Regions from separate parts of the Hordeum vulgare genome. Here region 2 is linked to region 1. The links are chromatin contacts, called in public Hi-C maps. All regions are on one chromosome and are shown on one strand. Each heading gives the region's core, a stretch centred on a gene start, on an enhancer-like site or on the middle of the called end of the contact. The rest is flanking DNA. Distances are from core to core; before and after follow the strand shown. Region 1 holds the start of LOC123431696 (protein EXECUTER 1, chloroplastic). Region 2 holds the start of LOC123431717.

Evidence for each region. A called contact is a pair of places that touch in the nucleus more often than the background predicts.
Region 2: a Hi-C map of leaf shows a contact between it and region 1, with 5 times the contacts expected there. The contact joins the promoter of LOC123431717 here to the promoter of LOC123431696 in region 1. A contact is called at or near these places in 4 of 6 Hi-C or Micro-C datasets (leaf and seedling) and 1 of 1 datasets of contacts at active chromatin or transcription factors (embryo).

Annotation. Positions count from the first base shown.
Region 1 is chr1H:293,564,257-293,567,126 of MorexV3_pseudomolecules_assembly, reverse strand. LOC123431696 (protein EXECUTER 1, chloroplastic) reads right to left here and starts at 1,442. Exons shown (of 13, transcript XR_006623300.1): 1 at 756-1,442.
Region 2 is chr1H:293,714,918-293,717,787 of MorexV3_pseudomolecules_assembly, reverse strand. It overlaps LOC123431717, which reads right to left and starts at 1,382. Exons shown (of 3, transcript XM_045115352.1): 1 at 867-1,382; 2 at 575-711. The coding sequence starts at 1,127.

The DNA.
Region 1 (2,870 bases), core at 193-2,692:
GAGCATAGGTGTTCTATCAGTCTAAACCACGGTATGATGCATGCTTTGTAAATCTATTAGACCACTGAGCCTATCAATGGTACGATGCATGCTTTGTGAATCTATTAGACCACTGAGCCTATCAGCAGTATGATGCATGCTTTGTGAATCTATTAAACCGTTGAGCCTATTAACGAAAGTGTATAGCGGTATAAGCATTGCAAACCTTCAATACAAATGTAGACACGGTATCTCTCACATGTTGTTGGCATGGTAACAGATGGCATAGGCCATAAATGGAACACATTATGGTGCTAAGCCCAAGATATAGCGTACCATCAATGGATTGATCTAACACGACATTAGTAGTTCCAAGACACACCAAAAAAAAAAAATTGGCGACTAATTCATGTTGATACTTGAGAAAAAAATGTGTCACTCCAAAGAAGCCAGTTTAAGTTTGAGCCTTGCTTCAGTAGTGCTTCAGCTCCCTAAGGAGTAAGTTTCTTCGGAACAGTTAATCGTCATCAATTGAGCTTATCGAGTATCGCATTTCCTAAATTTCTTCAGAACCTACTAGTTCCTAGGATAAGTCAAGTATAGATGGTCCGGCAGAAAAGGGCAATATGGAATTCGGGCATGGTCCATGGAGGACATTTGTACTGCTAAACGTTCCATGTTCGTAATCACATGTTATAAAAAAGACGATAACGGTGCTTTCTGTGCAAACCTCATCCATATTCACAAGTAGTGACTGATCAGTGAGAAAAATCAACCTGAAGTTCATCAACAAGGCGCTCGCTCTCCTGAACGAGGGCGAAGTGCTGCTTCCACCTCTCCCAGCTCCACTTCCCTTCTTCCTGCATCACGTCCACCTCCTCGCCGTCCTCCTCCACTCCCTGCCCTCTCTCCTCCAGTTCGTGAGAGCTCTCCGCTCCCGTCGACCGACCCGCCTCCTTCGAGGGGTGTACCGAGGGCCAGTAATTCCCGACGTACTCGCTCCACCGCCGCACGGCGCCCTGGAAGGCGTCGTGGAAGAGCGCGTCCCAGCCTCGGCGTCGCTCGCCGCCGGGGTCCGCACCGGGGCTGCGCGCGCTGCACCGAAACACCGAGGCAGCGTCGGAGGCGCGGCGAGTCGGCGCGGCGCCCGCCAGGCGGCGGACGCGGAGGAGGCGCTGGCCGCGGTGCGCGGCGAGGAACCGGCTAGGGTTGGGGTCCGGCTGCCGCGAGGACGAGGAGGGGAAGGAGGCGGCCGCGGCGGGCAGCGGCGCGCGGGGCGCGGTGTAGACGGACGCCATGGAGGCGGAGTCGGCACGGCCGCGGATGTGGAGGTGCAGGCCGCCGCGCGACGCACCGGAAGAATCGTGCTCGTGCGCTCGTGCCGCGTGGTCGCCTCGCGTTGTCTCCTTTCCTGTGGATTGGGTCGAGGGCGGGCGCAACTGATAAGACTTTCGCGGGGAGCAGACGAACCTCGTGGGGAGCGAACATGACGGGTGGGGCCTCAGCGAGCGAAACTTGTTTGCGGGCCGGGGCTCCGAGTTTTTGCGGCTAGATGTGCCTTGCTTGTGTCCTCGGAAAATGCTGTGGCGCTCACCGTGTCGGTACTCGGTACAAAGGAGGACGATGGTTGGTGGGGTCCGGCCACGTTCTTCAGAAGCGGGGCTTCTCGAATGCACCTCGTGTCGTCCGCGCCGGCCGAATGAACCGAGGGCCCGTCCATTTGCATCGGCTTTTCAAGTTTTCTCACATCAAGTCCTTACACTGTCATCATTTGGTGAAGTTTTTATTTTATAACCTTAAGCTGGTCGTAATGAGTAGTATCACGCTGGTTGTAATGGGTGATATCATATATTAATAAAAAAAATCTGAAATGAACCTTGAACTCATAGAGGCTAGCGAAATCGAACCCCGAAGTTCAAATCCCTAAAATCAGCACTCTCAACTGTCAAATCTTAGTCTAAATTAAACCCTGGAGTGGTTTTGGGTAGAAAAACACTTACGTGGCATAGTCAACCGGGATCCTTTGACTGGTGGGCCCTCGCTGACAGATGGGGACGTTGGAAGTGGGATAAATCGATTGGGGATTTCTCTTCTTAGCTAGGGTTTGCACGGCGGCGGCACGGAGACGCAGGGGCGATTGGAGATTTCTCGTCGGCGTACGGCGGTGGGCAGGGCGATGTCGTGGTCATCGGGGTCTTCCTCTGCCGGATTTTTTCACTGTTTTGACCTTACAGGTAAACATGAGCATAAAATGAACTCAGTCTGAAAATATTTTCGAATCTGACCCTTTTTAGAAACGCCAGAGTCCGTGGCGTTGCTGCTCCACGTAGAAACACCAGTCTAACGTGGCGTTTCTGACCTACATTCAAAAGTCAGTCTGCTGGACGTTGTAGCCTATATAGAAACGCCAAGTCCCATGGCGTTTCAGGCTATGTAGCAACGCCAAGGCGCATGGCGTTTCAATGCATGCGCTACTGTTCGCATCATGCAGGCAGGCATGCAGGCATGCGCCGCTGTTCGCAGCTACTGTTTGCTACTGGTCACTGCCCCTCTCTGCTCGTTTTTAAGTCTTGCATGCGAGCTACACTGTGCATGGGAGAAAAAATAATGCCCACTAAAGAGGATCGGAGGGAGTACAGTGCATGCATGCATGCAGGCAATGCAGAGGCAGGCACGCACACACACATAACTATGGGATGTGGCTATGGTGTGGCGTAGAGTAGCATGGATGATGAGCAGCAGTAAAATAAACTATTGTTGCTCCTGCTGGCACGGTGACACCGGCACAGTAGCTCATGCATGGTTATTTGCCTCAGAAACGCCAACGCGCATGGCGTTTCACAGAAGGCCAAAAACGCCACACTACACAGGCGTTTCTTAATAGGTCTGCA
Region 2 (2,870 bases), core at 133-2,632, 150 kb before region 1:
CGCAGGGATAAATTGGCTAATGATTTTTTTTGCAACTCCAACTCTTTCTATAACGTGAAACGACTTACATCATGCATGCATTCGTGAAGGAAAAGCTTCATGCAAAAGAAAAACCTTAGTTTCGTACAAGAGACATGGTTAAGATTAAATAAGGTAATAATCCTGGCAATACTTCAAGTGTCTAAGGAGGTGCTGAAACGATAAGATAACTTTGCATGAGACTACGAGACGATACTCCCATTGCATTCCAGCTTCACTTAACGCTACAACTTTGCATGACATGATGATAGTATCATAGTAGTTCATAGCCGATCCAGAACTACCGTGACCAGCACTCAGATAAAATGCAATGCAGAATACTCATTTGATCCTGATACACATCTGAAAAAACTCGAAGCGATGTAGTAACAGTTCTTGACTATCGATACACACAACACTAAGCTGAACACTTGATAAACAGCACTGCGACGTGCCAACTCACTAACGGCATGACTTAAAAGTAACAACATGTTAATGCCTTTCCAGAAGAAAAAGGTAAGCAACATACTAACGCAAAAACTATTATTCTCTATACCTGTCACCACACTCGTATGAACCATTCTGCTGGAAAGGCGAATGAGGATGCCTTCCCGGGAGCGGAATCCGTAGTGTCTTGTGGGCAAACATCTGGAGGTCAGTGGAGAGGCTATTCAGCCTCTTGACGTCGGCTACCTACGCGTCAAAATACACAAATCATTCAAACACCTTATCATCGTCAATATGCTACCTCTGCCTGAAGCAGCTAGAAGTTAAACACTGTTACATTTTATATCCCCTTCTGGTATTCCAATGTATAGTAATATAAAAGAGCAGTCCCGTCGCATTACCTCGACTCCGTACTTGATGGCGACGCCGGCGAGGGTGTCGAACTTGCCGACCCGGTGCAGCATGTACTGGCCGCACGACGACATGGGCAGCGACGACGCCGACGACGGGGAGGTGGACTGCGACGGGGACCCCGACCAGGACTGGTCGGCGGCGGCTAGGGCGGCCGCGGCGTCCGCCTCCTCGATCTCGCAGAGGCGGCCGTCGAAGAACCCATTCGCGCGCGGAAAGGCGTGGTCTTTGGGCAAATGGGGGCGGCTCATGACATCCGGGGGCGCCGCTGGGGGCGGATCTGGGCGCGGGCGGCCCGGATTCGCGGGCGGGGCGCCGCGGGCTCGCCGTCCGATGCGGCGGATTCCGGCGGCCGCGGGGGTGGGGGGTGGATGATGGCGCAGGAATTGGCGACCGGGGAGGAGGGAGGGAGGGAGGAGAGGGGAGGCCGGGTGCGGAGGAGAGAGAGAGAGAGAGCTCCCACGAGGTTGTTTTGTTTGACGCGGCTCGGGGTCGGGGGAGAAGGGGACGCAGGAAAAAGAAACGTGGCACTCCTCCGTCTCCTCTTGTGAAGCATTTGACAGTTCAGCTCCAAACTTGTAAAAGAAAAACGTTCCGCAGTTTGACGGTTCAGATATGGTTTGAGCTGGCCGCTACTATATCACTTGGCTTATACAGTTATTGCACTTCGGATGTTGTTGTTTTCTGACTTGCAGTTCGGATGGTTGGCTCGTTCTGTATTTCGGCCAAACTGATCTTGTTTTTAGAAGAGAAAGTTCTTACCAAAAGTTTTTTTTTTAAGTTTCTCAAACACCATCTATACATCTGGGTTGACTGGCACCCCTTATATCCAGTCATATATGGGACAGATATGGAGATAGACCGGACGTCTTTTTTACATCAGAATGCTAGACCACATCGTCCTACTTGCTCTCTTGTGCAAGTGGTTGGGTAATTCCCAAAACGTGAAAAGGTTGTCAAGCTTTCTATCCTCCTAGTTACAAGATTAAAATACATCCCACGGGCCATAGGTTTACTAATGACATCTCTCCAAGTTGACAAGTGTAGAGTGATAAACAAATGACAATTGGACAACGATTAAATTGCAATATTAGTATTTATCATTATGGTCATTCATGGTGCAACCTTATGTAGGTATTACGTTTATGATATGTAAACCATTCTTCAACTGCATCTACAACTAATATTCCACCCTAAGACCATTATCCAACATGCATCTTGAAGTATTAAGTTTATGATAAACACAACATTGCAATAAGCATAATGACATAACATAGATAGTAAAACTATCATCCACGTGTGATAAAAAAAACTAATTATTTTATCCTTAGTGTCAACAATACAATATGTGTGTTGTATATTGTCAGGACCGGTTTCCAAATAAAATAAATTTGTAGAAAATCAACCATGAATGTCACCAGTGTAGAAAAATATTTCCCACTAATAGACCAATCTTGATACAGAAACTAGTACTACTTAATATTAAACAGAGTAGAGCGGAGGTTGCTCTACAGTTTATTACAACACGTTCAAAGTCTCATAAGGATGGATATGTTATAGTGGTCATGGCATAACTCTACTGCTCGTAATAAAGTGGGCATGTCACATATGAGTGAAGTGACATGGCATAAGTTCTACTACGCGCCAAGCGTCAGAGTGAGGCTTGACGATTTATTCGTGGTGGCGGAAGAGGTGAAATAATACAACGACGGACTCCATGATCGCAAGACTGACTCGGACTCCTCTAGGCGTCGGACTCGCTATCGAACTCTTCATCCATGAGGTCTCATTCATTCATATCTGGCCACATCAACAGACGAGTGAGTACTTCGAAAAGTACTCGCAAACAGTTTGCACAAAAGATAAGATGCATACAACAATTTTAATATGCAGGGTTAAATACCACGGTTATCATGATAAAGGTATCGGTAGAAGTTAAGTTAGAGTAGATAAGTCGGGCGGTAATCCTCTCGAAATATCCAAGCAGAAAAAGG